3 separate regions of the Mus musculus genome follow, and all the other regions are linked to region 3. The links are chromatin contacts, called in public Hi-C and promoter capture Hi-C maps. All regions are on one chromosome and are shown on one strand. The core of a region is the stretch at or near the end of the contact, and the rest is flanking DNA. Distances in the headings are between cores, read along the strand shown.

Region 1 (3,641 bases), core at 392-2,891, 250 kb before region 3:
AAGTTGTAAGTATGCTGCTTGTTGAATTTTCATCTGTGTACAAACCCCCAAGTAATACTCCTATGAAAATAGAAACTATTTCTAGTATCCTAGTATGCTCCCTTGGGGCCCTCCTTTCAGACATAGCCAGTGTTCAGACCTCTTTAATCATGGCTTAGTTTTCTCTGTTTTGAACTTCAAAACTGAAATCAGTTTAAACACTTACCAGTTTGACCGTAATGGCGGTCCATGTTACCAGATAAATTAAGGTTCTCCTGTTTCATTACAATGTCCAGTTTTAGATCACTTTAACTACAGTGTGGAGAGTAGATTTGAACAGCCCTGAACCAACACGAGCATGTGTAGCTGGCATATGACTGCCATTGACTGGAGAAGAGTTGAGGAAGCCTGACTAAGTGTGCAGTGACCGAGTAGAGCTGACTGGAGAATTGCCAAGTAATGTTTGAATCTCTGGAACTTTGTTAGTTGTTTGGTAATGAATGATGGCAACAAGGACAGCAATTTCCTGAGTTATAAATAATAAAAGGTTCCCTTTGATTACTTTGGAAACCTTTTCTGTTAGATGCTTGTAGACATTTGTAGGTACAGGTAAATTCAGAAATGAATATTAGCTCTTAGATCTCCTTCAATTTATGGTGAAATTGAAGCCCAGCTGTACAACTGTGATTGCTCAGTGATGGCAGAGATTGGGAAAAAATGTAGCCAAAGATGAGCTGCCATGAAGCTCCCCCTCTTGAGAAACAGTCAGGAGAAAGGATGAGAAAGCAGAGGAGACCTAGGAATCACTGAGGTGGGAAGACCAGGAGAAATGAGTAACAGAGCAGCCTGTGTGGACTTCACACATGCCCTTAAGACAGCGCATTTGTCTCTAGCCTTGAGAAGTGAGGGCTTTGAAGCGACCTGTGTTTCCCCTAAGACACTTCTGAGGAAAGTAGGGTAACCTTTCCCACAGCCCCTAGGCTTGGCTAGAATCGACACTGGATAAGATGGAAACTTCAGAGCGTCACCAAGCTTGAGCCTGATCAAGGCTATCAGGACAGAAGGGCCTGAGGCCTACCTGGGCGTCTGGCAGTGCAGATCCATCACCCAGCCTCTATAAAGTGATTATTTGGGGCTTGAGCACACTGACTGTGCCAGGGAGAGGGTGCTGTTGATGCAAACTACTTGTAAGTGGGAGATCTCAGTCATAGGTGCCCCCTGATTGGCTGGGATCTAGCAAATAGGCCAACTATCTTGGGCCTTCTCCTTCAGCCATCCACATACATGCGGGCCAGATGAATGTGGTCTGGAGACCGGTACTATTTTATGTACCTGTGGAGAGGTATTGAGAGGCTCTGCAGTGCCCCCATTTGCTGCCCATGTTTCTTCTTTGGGTTCCTCAAATCTGTGCCATCTTCCACTGCAAACTGTGTGGATTCTAAGGAGAGGTACATTAGCTTCTTTCCTCATTACTTTCCCAAATCTAGCTGAGTAGACTTTCTCTGTGGTAAGAGGTCAATAAGTGGCTGAGTTGCATTTATTTACAGACAGTTGTGAACTGGGCAGCCCTCTGGCCTCAACCTCCTTGGATATCCTCTCACTGAGTAAGCTTGAGCTTAGCCTCTAGACTGCGGCTGCCTCTCTAGGAGTGCCACTGTCTTCCAGCAAGCTGGGTGGCTTCTTCCCTTACATAAGATGTGTGTGTGTGTGCTAGCAGAAGAGAGCTGCCTGCGTGAGTGTTTAGCAAAGATGATTTGTGTGGAGTTATTTTGAGACCCCAGGGGAGGGAATGGCAGCCAAGCCTGCAGTATTTTAAACCGTATCACTCAACTACAAAGATTAATATGTTACAACATCCCTGCCAGAGCATTGGTAAAAAGGAAATAAGAATGTTAGGGGCCTACAAATTATAAATGTCAGCTCTGTCTGAACACACAAGGTCACTTCAGTGGTCTCCATCTATCCTGAGCCCTTGGAGTTTCTCCTGCTGTCTCCTCACTCCTGCCGGCCTGAAGATCCCTAGCAGACTTCTGGGATGCTCACCAGGCTGCCTCTGGAAGAGGAATCTGCTTTTCTGTTCCCTAGATATGGACTGGTAATTGTCTGAGTATTCAGAGAAGTAAAGAAGTCTATATTCTGGCAACCCAGAACTTCTATCATTATTGACTGAGCTTGAAGCTCCAGGCAGACTAGAAGATACCAGACATCCCTACCGAACATCCACCTGTCCTCCTGGCTCCAACCTGAACAACTGTTGGCTAAGGCTGAATCACAAAACAAAGGATGTTTTTGTTTAGTGGCCTGACTCTGTATGAAACATTGATCTTGGTTTTCTTTTCCTTGTGGCTGTTATGCTGTGGAATTTGCTTCACGGGGCAGCCCTCTATAGACAGCTGTCCTCTTTGCCATTCAGCAGCTAGTACCTCCCAGAGAGGTTGCCTGGGATGGAAATGCCAACACAAACGTGCTTATATGGCCCTAGCACTAGCATTTCATTTTTAGAGATCTTATTGCCTTCTGATCTTGAGAGATCTGTTTTTGGGCCAAAGGACATCCCCAGTAACTTATAAATTGTGGAAGGCAAAGCACAGAAAGATACCTGTCCAGGGCTGGCCACTTTTATTTTGTTTGTTTTACATTCAAAGGGTACACACAATGAATTCTTTTAATGACCAAACCTATGGGCACAAATAGTAGTTGTTATTATCAAATATGTTATTTCATCAAATAGATAATTACAAGGACTTATAGCCCTATATTCTCTTTATAATTTTCTTGTCACCAGCCTCTTGCATATACTCAGGCATTTAGCATAGTACAAATGACATGGTTCATGACACAGCTCAGAAGAAGCAGTGAGCTTGCTTGCTTGCTTGCTTGCTTGCTTGCTTGCTTGCTTGCTTGCTTGCTTGCAAGTATGTATGAGAGAAGTGGAGAGAAAACCATCTACTGAGGTGTGCAGGATGGTAAAAAGAACCAGGCATACTGTATGGAACAGGAAGGGTGTGCCTAAAAGAAAGTAACCCTTCTTCCAGGAATGGTGGCCAGATAGAAGCAAGATTGAAAGGTTCCGCTATGGCTGTCCTGCTCCACTGTCCTGCAGGCACTCTCACTGTGTCTGTGATAGACACAGCCTGTTCTCAAGCCTTCTGAGTGACTGGAGCTATTGTTAACAGTCACAGTCACTCTTGTTAGACTCCTGCATTCTTCCCTCACTCTCCTTCCCAGTCTTTGTCCTCTTTCCTTGGGTAAATGAGCACATAGATATGTGAACTCACACATGCTCTTGCATCCTAGCCTTCCCCACTCCACCCCCATATTATCAGGGACTGTGCCAGACTGAGCTTTGTGCAGGAAGTTTTACTCTCCCTACCATTCTAAGCACTAGACTACCACTTTTTCCTGCCCACCGCCCCTCCCCTGCCTCATACGTACTTTGCTTGTGTGTCCTGATGTGGGGAAGATGTCTACCCAGTAATACGGTGGTGTACATGTTAAAGCAGTCTTCTGACCCTGGAGAGACAGCCTGTTGTCCCAGGTATATCTAGGGAAGCTGGTCTTTCTGGGATCTGAGTTTCCTCCTACTGACTTTGCCTCCCTCCAGTTTTCCAGTGGAAGCTTTCTGTCCAGTGTTAAAGTAAAAATCCTGGAACTTTTGTGCC
Region 2 (3,256 bases), core at 196-2,695, 170 kb after region 3:
CCACATACTAGGCTACAAGAGAAACAATATCCGAGTCTCTGGTCAGGTCGGGCTACATCTGCCACTTTGCATGTCTGTGAGTCTCCACAACTTGGGAATGCGGTCTCAGGTATCCGTCTAAAGTCAAGGCCATGGGGGAGTTCAAGAACATGAAGACAAACCTGAAGTATCTTTTCTGGCTGCTGCTGCTCTTCTCCATGGCGTCCAGAGAACCCATGCCCCGGTACTTCTTCAGCCTCACCCCATCTGAGAAGAAGTATTCACCAGGCGCCTCCGTGGTGGCAGCCAGCAGGGAGCCCATCATTACTGCAGAGATCAAGGTTGAGGGCTAAATGCCTCCTCCTCCACACAGGAGTCTGACTGCCCCTCTGGCGGCTTCTAGTCCTCAATACCAAGTGTTCCCCTCACCTGTAGAGGCTCCAAGTGCCAGGGCTTTGACCACATGGCCCACGGTCTGGATGCCACCATCCGCTATTACCGGCACCCCAAAACGTCGGGCGTACTCGGCCACCTTGTAGACAGCAGTCCCCTGGGGTCGGCCACAGGCCATCACTGGGGAAAGGGGAATGTAAGGGACAGAGATGGATCAGTGGTCTCCTTGTATCTATCCCCGCCAATGGAGAAAGGATGGTAAGAGATGGTGTTTCTGAGGCCTAAGGCGGGAGAAAGCCATTTTCGGTTCCTAGGTCACCCACCACTAACTAGCAGGACCATAAAGGATATGGATCAGGGGATCAATGCGAGCCATCAGACACATGACCTCAAGACTGGTGGTCTCTAGCACCAGCTGCTGTGGAGGCCTGGCTTCCTGTAAAGATGTCCTTTGAATTAGCAGCTAATACCAGAGCTGGGTTCCGATGGCCTCCTTTGGAATACGGCTTTGCTCTCAACCTCACCTGGGGGCTGTGGGGTGAGGTGGATTCTGCTCTGTTACACGTGGCAATGTGGGTCTATGGAATCCCTGGATGTTCAGAGACTTGTATCCTTCACACCACTGGCATGATCTGGTCACAAATGGGATCCAAACCCTCAGCTATCTTCCAACACACACACACACACTATAGAAAGTGTCACACCAACCTTAGAGGGTGATACCAACAGCGTCCCCACAACCAGTCCAAAAAGCAGGTTGGTCCACTCCCAAAAGCCACATGTCCTCATCTGCCTATACCTGCCTCTTCCCACAACTATGCCAAGACAGGGTAAAGCACAGACCAGAATCCTGCTCCCGAGAATCACCTAGTGGGGCAGATACTCATGTATCTATAGAAGAAGAGGCCAGAGTGGTTCTAAATGGCAGCCCTTCCTCCTCCTCCTCCTCCTCCTGCGGATACCCACCTTCCTGGGTGATGCAGATGGAACCACAGCCCATGCCCACACGAAGCCCGTCCACACCAGCATCAATCAAGTTCTTGGCCTGGGCTGCTGTCACCACTGGGGATGGAGGAAGCAGACAGAGGAATGTGAGGATAGTGTCCCCACCCTGCCCAGGAATGTCCTGGGATCTTAGTATATCTCCCCCAACCTAAATGCTCACCAAAGCCCATCCTACCCTTTATCCCCTATGCCTGGAAGAATGACATCACTTAGGAGTTCTGGGGGGCTGAGGGGGGCCACTCCACACTCACCATTTCCCCCAATCACTTGGAGGTGGGGGTACTTCTGCTTGATATAGTGCACCATGGCGATCTGATACACTGAGTTCCCCTGGGATGAATCCTGTTAGCAGGGACAAAAAGGCTCAAGCTAAACAGCCAAGTCCCCTCACGGGAATTAGGGACCAGCACTCAGAGAGCTGCTGCTAACTAAGTTAAACACTGAGTGAAACAAGTGAGCATGTATAAAGCTGAGCTCAGTGCCGGGCAAATGGGGCCTCTCAGTGAGTGTGAGTTATAATTATCAGGGTAAATGAGCTTGTATGTGAGGAGAAAGCCTTGGAGGGAGGGCCATGGTTTGTTCTGGGCTCTACAATTAGCCTAGTTCTGATACCAGAGAAGCCGAAAGAGAGCAAAGTGGGGAGGGAGCAAAGGCTTAATGGAGGTGAATGAGCCTCACAAGCCTGATGCAGGGAACCCGCCACCTCCTTACTAGTACTATGTCACCTCCTTACTAGTACTATGACGTCAGCACCGGCCTGAGTGAGCAGGTCCAGGCGGTATTTGTCATCCTCACGGGTGCCCACAGCTGCCCCACACAACAGCTGTTTGTGGGAGTCCTTGGAGGCCAGAGGGTAGTCTCTGTTCTTCTTCAGGTCTGTGCGCGCAATGATGGCTACCAGCTCATCTTGATCGTTGACTATGGGCAGCTTCCCTGACCAGGAGGAGAGAGAAGCAGGGTAGTGGGTAGAAGAACCGGAAGGAAATGGAACGAGAGACCCCTGAAGTACCTAAGCTAGCCACTAGGTGACAGCACCCACCCAGGACCTGGACCTCTTCCCAGAGATCAGGAAGCAAAGAACCTTCCCAAGCGTTCCTAAGGCTCTTCCTGCCCATGCGGGTTTGGTGGGACAGGCAGCCCCTGAACCCTGGCAACTTTTCACTTGCTGGAGCACGTCACTGTACAAAGTACCCAGACAAGGTCTTAATGTGAGACTGCCCTGAGGGAGGAACATGGATCCTCTCTGCCCAAAGCAAATGCCAAGAACTCTCCACCGGGGACCTGGGAAGCAACAGCCCACAGGAACTTAATGTACGTCATACAAACAGCCGCTCTATCGGATATATTTAACTGCGGGACTTTTCAAAGACTCTGAGAAGTCAATGGGTAATTTTTTTCTTTCTTTTGGTTTTTGACACAGGGTGTCGTTCCCCGCCCCCCCCCCCCCAATGAAGTTTTGGCTGTCCTGGAACTTCCTTCCCCCTTCCTCAGTCCTTTCCCAGACTTCTAAGACCGGAAAGCTCTTTTACTATGACAAGCACCTCTCAGGACTAGATTGGAAAAACATTGGGAAGACACTGAATTAGGACTGGGGCTTCTGTAAGCAGGTAGCGGAGTATCGGGAAACCTGCTCCAGACTGCCTAGGGTTATTCACGTTTCCTCCAAGACATTATTGGGCCAACACAAGAGGCTGAGGAATAATGGAAATTCTGCTGTACAGGAAGCTGGGGTGTGTACTCCCTGGTACCTTTCTTGCTGCGCTGCAAGATCTCATTTGCTTCTTTCAATGTCACACCTGCTGGAGCCACCACCAGCTCGACCCTCGGAGTCATCACCTGTGGGGCCAGGAACATTTGCCTGCAGGTTGGCAGGTGAGAG
Region 3 (3,248 bases), core at 202-2,701:
AATGGTTATTCTGGTGGGAGGGTGGAAGACCAGGAACTGCTAGAAACATACTGTCCTAGTTAGGGTTTCTATTGCTGCAACAGCACTCCATGACCAGAGCACCTTGGGGAGGAAAGGGTTCATCGGGCTTACAATTCCTCAGCACCGCTCATCACTGGAGGAAGTCACGACAGGAACTCAAACGGGGCAGGAACTGGAGACAGGAACTAAAGCAGATGCCATAGAGGGATGCTGCTTACTGGCTTGCTCCCTGTGGCTTGCTCAGTCTGCTTCCTTACAGAACCCAGAACCACCAGCCCAGGGATGAACACACCCACAATGTACTGGACCCTCTCTCAATCACTAATTAAGAAAACGACCTATTAAGCCTGCCTATAGACCAGGACCAGGCGTATGGAGGCATTTAATTACTTGAGGTGATTGCCTCAGATATTTTAGCTTATGTCAAGTTGACATAAAACTGTCCAGTACACATAGGTAGTGAAGCTTTGACTGATGATGTTTCAGAGGGCGACAAAGGCTTATCAGGAACAGAACACGAGGCCATTCTATTACATCCTGGCAGATTAAGGTGGCTACACTCTTCTTGTCCCGAGAGCTTGAGGCTGAATTCAAAGCCAGTGGGCTGATTTGTTTGGCAGAGGACATTTCTAGACAATCTACCATTTAGTCTGTGGCATGGTTAGTGCCCACTTCTTTTCAACAGGTTCACAGAAAGAGAACAGAAAAAATGGATAAGGGCCAGATGAAAATATACAGCTTAGAGAAGAAAGGGTATTTAAAGTTGTAGATGTGAAGGGTGTGGAGAAAGCACGTGTCATTGCTAAAGAACTTAATGTTAACTAAATAGAAGCTTTTCGCTTAGCACTGGAGTGACAGCACCTGAAGTTACTTCTCAGGTCCCAGCCCAAGAAGAGCAACTGTCATGGACACACCCTAAAATGTCCTTTATTTGGTGTGTTCTTGGATTGTGTTCTTCCCTGAACCAAAATCGGCTATAAGGATAATCTAATTCCGGCCTTGTTCTCTTGAGTCTACTTTCCCTTAAAGTCTTAATTTCTTCAGCTGTGAATTCTTTCACCTCTAGAGTTTTCGAGACTCTGAACTTAGTGGCCCCAAAGGAACACTTGATAGTGTGTGTGTGTGTGTATGTGTGTGTGTGTGTGTATGTGTGTGTGTGTGTGTGTGTGTGTATGTGTGTGTGTGTATGTGTGTGTGTGTTTGTGTGTGTATGTGTGTGTGTGTGTGTATGTGTGTGTGTGTGTATGTGTGTGTGTGTATGTGTGTGTGTGTGTATGTGTGTGTGTGTGTATGTGTGTGTGTGTATGTGTGTGTATGTGTGTGTGTGTATGTGTGTGTATGTGTGTGTGTATGTGTGTGTGTATGTGTGTGTGTGTATGTGTGTGTGTGTGTATGTGTGTGTGTGTGTATGTGTGTGTGTGTATGTGTGTGTATGTGTGTGTGTGTATGTGTGTGTGTATGTGTGTGTGTATGTGTGTATGTGTGTGTGTGTGTGTCTGTAGTTTGTAATAAAAACAAGTGGAAAAAAGGTTTGGTAAGGGCCAAGCTTCCACAATATCTTTTTAAACAATCTATCAAGTCCAGGAAAGAGAGCCACCCACTCTCAGACCGTGGGTCCTCTCCTCCCTTCTATTTGTTGTGAGAGGAAGATGTTACCCTGTAATTCCATAGTCCCAGATCCCCTACCCCTACGAAGCCCCAAATATTTCTCTAAGCTACATCAACCCAGAAAACAAGGAAAGAGGTGCATTCTCCGAGGGTGGGGCCACTCCCTGTGCTGATCTAGGGTAAAGGGCTGGCTTTTGGCCCCAAGCCCAAGAGTCCTCTTTGCATGCCAAAGACTGCTCCTGCGCTGAGCCTGTGAGGATGGATAACTGCCAGGGTCTGGGCTGGGCACTGACAGTGTTGAGCCTAGCTCTTGGCTCCCGAGCCCACGCCTCCGCCTCAGGGCCAGACAGAGCCCTGGTTTGGAACTCCTTTCCCCACACCCCCTTGAAGCCCTGAGATATCAGCGCTTCTTAACTGCACTTGGGAATGGGGAGGAGTGGTTAAAGGGACCACAACCAAATTGCCTCTCTCAGAGGGAAGACATTTTCAAGAGGCAGAGAGTTCAAGTGAATGAAGGAGTTTCACAGTTGAGTTAATGTGAAGAAGACGTCATCCCAGAGGGTCTTGTGAATGGTTTGTGAATATTGCCAATAACATCTGTTTCCTCCTTAACACCTTAGGGGGTTTGTTTAGAGGGATCCTTTGGCCTTGATTGAAAAGATGAAGCCTGAGAACCTTCGCTTCCCTGGGCCACAGACCCTCCTCACGCCCGAATAGTCTACACCCTGGGTGACAGATGACTTAGTCCAGTCTGGAGGGCAGGGGGCCTACCTCTGTGCCCAGAGCTCCCTTCAAGGACCTCACCCTCAGAGTCCCACCCACCAGCCAATGAGGACTCGGGGAAGTGAGGTCACTGCATCCTGATTCCCGGCCCAACAAGGGAGACTAAGACTTGGAGGGGGTAGTAACTAGCAGATGCCACCACCGATGTTGGTAAAGAAGTATCGAAGGGCAAATGAGTCAGCAGTAGGTTTAAGCAATGAACAGTTGCACCACGGGGTGTTTCTCAAATTCTTGTCTACTTTTAGAAAGTACGCAATGCCATTCAGTGGGCACCGTGATTCTGAAATAGCTGCGAAAATGTTAAAAATGCTGTGGGCAAAGATGTGCCCTCATTGACCTCTTTCTGAAAACAATAGTCCACAATTGTGTGGCGCGCCCTTCAGCAGCCTGGCTGCTCCCTCTGATCCTTGTTGGTGACATGAAGGGAATGCATGAAACTCTCTCTCTGGAGGCTCCTTCCAGCCTCGAATTCTGATACCTGACACTAGGCCCACATTCCTGATACTCCGGCTGCATCTCTACAGGACCAAGACCACCAAGCCAATCGGGTGAGTGTGGACAAAATGTTCTCCCCAATCGATTCTTTGGCACAGGGTAGTTGAAACAATTAGTTAGCTGGCATTGGTTTTCATTTCACAACTGGCGGCTCTGGCATCATCGTGACCAGCGGTTTTTCCCACAGCGGTGTCCTAACATGCTGCATGCCTGGAGCAGTTTTGAGGTGTGTCATAGGCAAGTGGCTACCTAATAACAAACTGTCGAGGCTTTCGAATGATTGATGATCTTCCTGGTTTTAATCAATTAGAACAGATTCCACATAACCCCGTAATGATGCC

Evidence for each region. Promoter capture Hi-C pulls out the DNA fragments that hold promoters and counts their contacts. Hi-C and Micro-C count contacts between places; a contact is called where the count stands out from the background.
Region 1: a contact with region 3 is called in a promoter capture Hi-C map of the 3T3-L1 cell line, with 5 times the contacts expected there. The contact joins the enhancer-like site here to the promoter of Lnclep in region 3. A contact is called at or near these places in 7 of 39 promoter capture datasets (the 3T3-L1 cell line, 3T3-L1-derived adipocytes, frontonasal cranial neural crest and 3 more), 1 of 484 Hi-C or Micro-C datasets (the 3T3-L1 cell line), 3 of 115 datasets of contacts at active chromatin or transcription factors (embryonic basal ganglia, embryonic stem cells and forebrain) and 1 of 9 other capture datasets (embryonic stem cells).
Region 2: a contact with region 3 is called in a Hi-C map of embryonic stem cells, with 2.0 times the contacts expected there. The contact joins the enhancer-like site here to the promoter of Lnclep in region 3. A contact is called at or near these places in 1 of 15 datasets of contacts at CTCF or cohesin (embryonic stem cells), 6 of 484 Hi-C or Micro-C datasets (the G1E-ER4 cell line, the HL-1 cell line, Sertoli cells and 1 more) and 2 of 9 other capture datasets (embryonic stem cells and pancreatic islet).

What each region holds. Positions count from the first base shown.
Region 1 is chr6:28,780,185-28,783,825 of GRCm38.p6, forward strand. All of the region lies in intron 15 of Snd1 (staphylococcal nuclease and tudor domain containing 1), which reads left to right. Among named protein-coding and RNA genes, the nearest start is that of Lrrc4, 50 kb to the right of the region's middle. Within about 2 kb of position 1,642, at least 22 of the 459 cell types and tissues checked have an H3K27ac peak or open chromatin away from gene starts, as enhancers often do.
Region 2 is chr6:29,202,941-29,206,196 of GRCm38.p6, forward strand. Impdh1 (inosine monophosphate dehydrogenase 1) reads right to left here. Exons shown (of 15, transcript NM_001302933.1): 7 at 3,126-3,213; 8 at 2,111-2,310; 9 at 1,629-1,719; 10 at 1,339-1,434; 11 at 409-552; 12 at 162-306. Among named protein-coding and RNA genes, the nearest start is that of Impdh1, 12 kb to the right of the region's middle. Within about 2 kb of position 1,446, at least 42 of the 459 cell types and tissues checked have an H3K27ac peak or open chromatin away from gene starts, as enhancers often do. A contact at or near this core is called in the HL-1 cell line, embryonic stem cells and pancreatic islet, where this site is marked.
Region 3 is chr6:29,029,503-29,032,750 of GRCm38.p6, forward strand. It overlaps Lnclep (a long non-coding RNA gene), which reads left to right and starts at 1,452. Exons shown (of 2, transcript XR_377380.2): 1 at 1,452-2,960.